Regions from separate parts of the Hordeum vulgare genome. Here region 1 is linked to region 2. The links are chromatin contacts, called in public Hi-C maps. All regions are on one chromosome and are shown on one strand. Each heading gives the region's core, a stretch centred on a gene start, on an enhancer-like site or on the middle of the called end of the contact. The rest is flanking DNA. Distances are from core to core; before and after follow the strand shown.

Region 1 (3,731 bases), core at 79-2,578, 280 kb before region 2:
AGTCATTACTTCTACATCACGGAGAAAGAGAGGACACTTCTCTCTATTAGCTAGCTAACACAATATGAAACCCTTAAATTAACCCTCCAAAACCCCCAACACACACCCCATTCAAAAAAAACCACCTCCTCGTCCTAATTCGTATTACCAACTGGAACTACAGGCCCTCCTGCCTGGGCTCCCCGCAGAGGCCACGTGGAGGCCCTTCTGTCCCGGTTCGTAAAGGAACCGGGACTAAAGGTTTTGGGCTTTAGTCCCGACCCTTTAGTCCCGGTTCCGGAACCGGGGCTAATGGGCCTCTGGAACCGGGACAAATGGGCCATTTTCTACTAGTTTGTGTTCGGTGAGCATTTATCTATGAGATCACTGACCACATTCAATTGGCGATCTCGACTCATAAGTCGGGGTCCCCACACCATGCAAAATAATGGTTTCTTATACATGGTTAAAAGGCTGCTTTCCTGGCTCAGCAAATTCTTCAAGGTCTTCACAAACTTCTAGTCCAACTCCGAGCACCTCGTCTACTTCGTCAACTATTGTCGTAACAACCACAATAAGCAACACAACAAGAAGGAAAATAGATGTGTTCTTAAATAGGAAGCCCATTTTTATTAGACACCCGTGGCTATAAGAAAATTAACCAAAGAGGTTTTACTGGATCTGGGTCAACGAGGATTTTCCGAAAGGTGGAAACGAAGGGATTTATGATGCTATGAGTAGTCTACTGAAAATATTTTTAGGAAAGTGTTTGGATGCACCTATCAAATAGGGCAAGATTTTACGATAAATTTGGAAGTGGTCTCACTCGATTTGGAGTTGGGATGAATTTCCCAGGGGTTTTCTAAGATGGAATAAATGGGAAATGAGGCAATTTATTTGACCCCACCATAATATAGTATAGGAAAATTGTTAACCATGGAAAGATAAATAGGGTATGATTTTTAGAGCCCCTGGAAATTTCGATCACTCCATTTGGAGTTGATTTGAACTCTCCAGGGATTTTGTAAAGTGAGGGGTTTGAATAATTCACATTTGAATTTGAATTTGAACCTTACAGAAAAGTTCCACACAGAAAAGGTGTAGGGAATAGTGTTGGATAGAGCACAATTTTAGAAACCACTAGGAATTTCAATCATCGAATTTGGAGTTATAATGAGTTTTCTAGAATTAATTTTGTGTAACAGGAAAAAGAAAAAGGAAAAAAAGATTTACCTAAGTGGGCCTAAGTTATGCACTAGGCGCAACTTAGCACCGTGCACTGGCCTAGCCCAGCTCCTCGCGCACGCCCGCACAGAAACCACGCCGAAGACGTACTCAAGGGAGTATATTTTCTGCGGGAAAAAACGACCATGCCCCGAGGACCTTTCCACTTAAGCAGTCGGGCCCGACCGGGTGTGGCTTACACGCAGGGCCCGCTAGTCAGGTCCCTCTCCCTCCTCCCGCTCGAACAGGGGAAGGCAGGGGAGACGGGGTCGAGCGCACGCCGGCGCCTGCTTCGGTGGCTTCGGCCACCTCCTGTGAGCTCTAGGGTTCGTGTCGCGCTCAACCCTGTGGTGTGTGCCCGCGGGGAGGGCCGTGGCGGCGGCGGCGGCTCGGGATGGCTGCGGGGAAAGCCGTTGGGCCGCTATGGCTCCGAGGTACAGGTGACCTCGTTGGGAGAAGGGCGGTGACATGGCTGCAAGGAGTCTAGGGGGTCCACGGTGGTCACACGAAGAGATGGACCACGGGGAGCTCGGATTCGAGTGGAGGCCGAGGCAGACATTGTCGTTCATGGGGGAGAAATTCGAGCTCGGGGGCTTGGTTCCGCGGGCTAGCAAATGAATTGGAGGGGGAGGGACACTCTGGGATGCTCGAGGGGGCTCGAGGAGGGGTATTAGGCAAAGGGAAGACTTGGGGGAGCTCGATGCGCCTCAGATGCACTTCGGGCGTGGGGATCACGTGTTCGAAAGCAACATTGGAGCCTTCGTGGCGTAAGAGAGAGGTGGCCGGGTAGTACATTAAGGGTAGTCCTATGGACCTATATCGTTAGGCCTGTCCAAGACCCTACATGGACATCAGCGTCGTAAAAGCCACCTATGCAGTCATGACTTTACTCGGACAAGTGTACCTTCACTCGGTCCGCTTGAGGTAACTCGAACCATCTTGTAGCAGTCACATGTACCTCTACACCTGGACTGCAGCAAGGCATGGGCAACGAAGGGACTGCAACGGCTAGAGACTTAAACTATCACATGAAGTGTAGTGAAAATGCGCATTACCAATAACGTTAAAGTTAGCGCTGCCGTTACTGGTAACTCGTGTAGTTATTAGTTTTACTCTCCCTTGTAATGAGATCCGACTGATCGTGGCACACTCTATACAAGCCACCCCCGAGCTCATAACCAAGGGTTCAACATTCTGTACTATCACATATTCTATAAGCAAACACGAGCCTCCAAGGCTCGAGACGTAGGGTTGTTACCACTCCCCAATGGGGCCCGAACTCGTACAGTCGAGTGTATCCACAACGCCCTAGCTAGGATGCGCCCCTCATTCGTAGCCCTCGTATTATTGTCACGATCATTCCCACAATAGTTGGCGCCTACCATGGGGCTGCGTGTTTAGGAAATCCTATGCACTAGGAGTTTTACCTTTTTCGTCATCATGATGACACTCGGTGGAGAGATCCTCTTCGGCTCCTCATCTTTGTCGTCGATGAATCAGCATGGCTTCATGATGCACCGCTGGACACCGACGCCCTCCCGACTGGAGGTACGTCGCATTTCTGCGCAATTGCGCACGGGTCCTGATCCGACAGCCATTAGTGTCGTACCTCTTGGTACCCCGCGTCCCGCTGCAATTCTATGCAAGAACTCCGGGCGCTCGTGGTTGCAGGGGTGGATCAAGCATGTGGTGGCCCACCAGGCCACTTCGGGACATGTGGCTATGCTCAATTCTGATAAGCCCACCGTCAACCTCTTGTCGTCTAGCGACGAGTCATTCGGCAACTCTGACTACGGAAGTAGTGGAGATGCCGCGGAGGTCTTGATGGCCGACACGACCACGGGAGGCACCCCTGGATTTGCCACAGAGAATTCTCCTGGGCGAGATGATGGATAGCGTCGCCACGGCGATGGCAGTCATCACGTTCCGCAGCCGATCATGGAGTAGTAGTGGGAGGAACTTCGGCAAAGGAGCGAGCAAGCTCTTCGTACCCCCATCACCGGGAACGCTCGAAGGAGATAGCGTTGGAGAACATGCATCAAGCCACTTTGGCCGAGCACAAGCGTCTCGAGCGGCTCCAGCTATCGCTTGACGCTCAGGATCAGCCTGGCTCCAGTCGCAATCGTCGTGAGCTGTTTCCGAACAACCACCCTTGCCATATTGAGGTGATGCAAACAGTTGTGCTGAATTTGTCCATCGCTACTCGGATTGCTGATTCCATTCAGCTGAGTCAGTCTGCGGCCAGAGAAGGCATTCGGCAGATCCAGGCTCTGCTGAAGACTCCCATGCAACAAAACTCCATGGTGTCACAGTCTTGGCTATCCATAGCAGATCCGTCCAGCCAGATACAGTGCACTCAACTCATAGCCCGCATGCACTCGGAAGACGTCAAAGATCTCCTCCTCCTCTAAGAGGCCCGCACGACGATCGGCGACATGATCATCGGGTTCGTAGCAGAACACCTCCTCCATGTAGTGGTTCACTCGGACACCGACCCCATGACCGCAGGCCAAGCCCCAATCAGCGGA
Region 2 (4,205 bases), core at 452-2,951:
GCATGAGTAGATAGATTTCCTGAAGTCTTGCTGAGTACTTTTGTACTCACGTTTACTTAATAAATTGTTGCAGAGGTTGTTAATGACCCTAATGGAGGGTTCTACCTAGACATCGACGACGACGAGTAGCTGGTATCCCAGCTACGATCTAGCCCTAGGATGGGTCTGTAGATAGTTAGACCATGTGCCTTTACCTTTCCATCTGTCTGTACTCAGACAGATTTACTCTTCCGCTGTTGCTCCGGACACATTGGTTGACCGGCATGTGTCCTTCATAGCTGCTGTGTTTGTCCCTTTGGGGAAATGTCACGCGATGTAATGGAGTCCTTGTAGCTTGCTACGACTCGTCTACATTCGCTGGTGAACGGCACCTGCTTTGCTGGGTCATGTATGCCTGTCCGTGTGCGGAACTGCCGCTTTGGTTTATGACTAGACATATCGATCCGGGTTCTTTGTTATTGGATTGCTAGCGACATAATTGCATACGCGAGTCAAAAGGTGCAAACGGTCCCGGCTAAGGTAAGGCTGCAACCGTGGGGATAACCGTGCGTGAGACCGCAAAGAGATGCGATGTGTTACATGCTGAATTCCTATGGCTTAGGATCGGGGTCCCGATATGTTGCTGCTTAGTATTAATTTTGTGTTGGATTATATGGATGGCGTGCTGTTAGTTTGTATGCATGGCTGGGTGCTGATTTGTGTTGCTGCTTAGTATTAATTTTAATGGTATGGACATTGATATGTGAATGTTGTAGATGAAAAAAGTAAAACATCCGAAAGCTATTTGAGATGCTCCAACACATACCATTTTTATGGATGTGTGCATAGAGGAGGTGAAAGCAAATAATCGGGCGGTAGGACACACCACTTTGTCCGATTTAGAACAAGCTAAATTGCAACGTTGGTTCTAATTTGTAATATTTGCCCGCTTTATGTTATCTGCAACTCGTTTTTGTATTGTAATATTATATACCTTATTAGATTTGCAGCTCTTTTTGGATTCATATTATATATATAAACTGTTAGAAATAATCAAGTTTTAGCAATTCATCAATTATTTCAATCCAGGGGCATTTGAGACATTTTAACAAACAACTCATGCAACAATTACATGTTAGAATCACAGAAAAGAATTGGATAGATAATTCTGTGGCCAAACAATTCTGTGGGCAGTTTTCAGAAATATGATTTTGAAGAATTACGAATTTAAAAGAACTGCCCCTCAATCTCTCGGCAACTTCTCCTCAACTCTGCTCTGTGCAGCACCTCTGCCCGTTCTTTGTTTCGATCCTTTCTTTTGGATCTCATGTTGATTTAAGACTGATGCAAAGTTTGGTAAACATTTATATACGTACTCCGTTGTTCGAGCGCTATCTTTTGCTCTGCTTGTTTTCAATTTTTTCGGCCGAATTCCGGCCAGATTTCGCTCAAATTTTGTTTAAAATTCAAATTTTGATTTTGTAATTTCGTCCGAGATCTGACCGTAATTTTTGAAATGGCCGAATTTCGTCCATCTCGTCCAGCGGCCCTAACTGACGACTAAAGCTCCAGGCTGCTTTCGCGGGTCGCCAGGCGCTCGATTTGGGCCACGCACCACTCCTTGGCTACCCCAGGCTAGGCAAGTTTGCGTTGATCCGACGCTGAGGGACGCCCCAGGCTAGGCAAGTCTGCGTTGATCCGACGCTGAGCTGACCTGACCTGATTTCACCAATCGGTTCCCTTCTTTTCAAACCCCTTGGCTGAATCGACCGTACCTGGGCGCCAGGTCCGCCGCCCGCCGAGCACCTCCGTCGCGCGGCACCTCTTCAAGTTCCGGCCGGGCAGGGCGTGCGCGCTGTCTCGCCGGCGACGACCGCCATGTAAGCCCCGCCTCGCCCTTTTTCGCACCCCCGCTGCCTCCATCTGGCCGGTGTTCGTTGAGACTGACCTTGCCTCCCCTGCCCACCTCCTCGCAGGGCGTTCACGCGCCTGGAGCTGCGATGCCCCAGGGCGCTCGACCCCCGCCCGAGCTGGACCGTCGGCGAGGTCCTCACTGAGCTCGACGCACTCGAAGCCACCCGCCGCGCCGCGCCCCCCACGCCCCTCAAGCAGCAGCCGGAGTGGTATCTCGCATCTCTCTCGCAATTTTACTGTCGTTTGATTTGCCCATGAATTTGACTCTACTTTTATTTTTTGGTCTATTTAGGGCTAGCGGTGGCAGCGCGAGGAAGAAGGCCTTTGTGATGCGGATTGAGGAGGAAGACGACACAGACGAGGAAGACGATAATGAGGATGCCCGGGCTCTTGTGACCGGAGCCAGGTTCTCATGTAATGATCTCGAATGCAGGTGAGAGCTTTATACTGCAATTTGGTTACTGTAGTTGCATTTTTCTCATGAAATTTGTGTGTCATAGTTTGTCAATATCACCTGAAAAAGACCGTCTGACATCTCGTTAGCTGGAGATAGCCTTTTGGTCTTATTAGGGCCAACCTGCAAAGTATAATGGTACCATTGAGCCATTCTGTAGAATTATACAAGTCTGCCTCTTGAGTGTATGCCTTGGATTCTAAGGCTCCGTTGGACACTGAGGTGGATTATGATAACCTCGTGGTGTTGAACTCCTTTTGGAAATTGATGTTTTGGTACCTGCCTATCTTCCGATCGTTCTATAACTCCTCATTGCAGAACACATTAGATGGAGTCTGATAGGACAATCATTAGTCTACCCGATTTATCCACATTTAATTTTATTTACAAAGAAGATCAATGAACTTTTGTGAATTCGTATCTGCAACAGCTTAAAAAAAGAAGCACATCACAGTTCATTTACCACATGCTGAGCTAAGTTATCTCATTTATTTATTCCTAGCGGCTTTGAAGAATCAGGGGATGAATTAGATAGCAGCAGTACATCATACCACCTGATGGGGAAAAGGAGCACAGAGAAAAGCATCCTGCTCGAGCTGGAACGCGATCATCATCTCAAAATTCAAGTGTGTACCAGAAATTGTACTCTGTTGTTCCTCTCTAATAAACGCAGTATGCATTTGTGCCATTTTTCCTCATTGCATTTTAGGGTAACTGTTAGTTATACTGCGCCAGATATTTTTTCCTGCAAAGGTTTGTGTATTGCAACTGCCTTTTAAGTGTTCCGGGCATGTGGGAACTTCACATCTTTTTGTCCATCTCACAGTTTTAATATCTGGATGGAGCTTCTTGGTTCTGTTTAAGCTTATTACTGGACATGCTATACTGACAATTGATGTAACACACCTCGACATTTTGAACATAATTTGCATAATGAGACATGGAAGTTCTGCACAATGAAGATTACGGTCCAGGAACCAAGAAAAAACTTTGCACAGTGCAGGAACCAAAAAAAGGGGTACTTTTGTTAGTTGGCAACTTGACGTGAGAATTTTTGAACACATGAAAGTTTAGCACAATGAATATTACGATCCAGGGAGCGAAATAACAGGGACCCCAAAGAAGTAAATTTATTATTATTGGATCCGGGTAAATGTTGATATACCTATTCTACATACACTTATTGTCTTTTCTTTTGGGTGTCTTTTTTAGATCTTCGATTATAGCTGGATACATGGATTTCTCCAGGATTTTAACAAAAATGTCATTTCTTAAGCTATGACACATTTGATGTGATAATAGTACACAAAGTATAAAGACACATTGTAGTTGACATGTATTTCTGTGATGACACTTCACTTTGCTGATCGATCAATATACATTATGCAACTTTATTGGATTTAATTATTTAAATATTTTCTGAACAGTGTTTGTTATGCTTTGACCATGATGTATTGTGGCACAACCCTTATTTGATACTTTAAATAGTTTATTTTCTTCACTCATGCTGTTTGATCTTCAGGAGGAAGTTAGAAGCAAGTTATCTTCATTGGAGGTATGCCACCAAAACGAAATCCAGAGAACAATCTCTGCATTTGCTCGACTTCAGAAATATGCGGAATCACGAAAAGAGATAGATAGAAGGCTAGATGTCCAATTCCAGAGAAAAATGTACGTACTTTTATTTTTTACTTCTAGTGCCTCTGAAACTATATTGCAGTTTTTTAGAATCACAGAAATTTTATATTTTACTGGATCTTTGGTTAGTAATATTTAAGATTTAAGATGCAAATGGAGTTCTCATACTAGTCCAGCATTAAGCTCCATGATAGAATACTATCTTTTGTTACTGGTGACT

What was found. A called contact is a pair of places that touch in the nucleus more often than the background predicts.
Region 1: a contact with region 2 is called in a Hi-C map of seedling, with 5 times the contacts expected there. The contact joins the enhancer-like site here to the promoter of LOC123401227 in region 2. A contact is called at or near these places in 1 of 6 Hi-C or Micro-C datasets (seedling) and 1 of 1 datasets of contacts at active chromatin or transcription factors (embryo).

What each region holds. Positions count from the first base shown.
Region 1 is chr6H:332,639,213-332,642,943 of MorexV3_pseudomolecules_assembly, reverse strand. No RefSeq gene overlaps it. Among protein-coding and RNA genes, the nearest start is that of LOC123402119, 190 kb to the left of the region's middle. Within about 2 kb of position 1,328, at least 2 of the 3 cell types and tissues checked have open chromatin away from gene starts, as enhancers often do. A contact at or near this core is called in seedling, where this site is marked.
Region 2 is chr6H:332,354,907-332,359,111 of MorexV3_pseudomolecules_assembly, reverse strand. LOC123401227 (protein GLE1-like) reads left to right here and starts at 1,701. Exons shown (of 15, transcript XM_045094966.1): 1 at 1,701-1,859; 2 at 1,956-2,102; 3 at 2,186-2,326; 4 at 2,850-2,973; 5 at 3,870-4,018. The coding sequence starts at 1,858.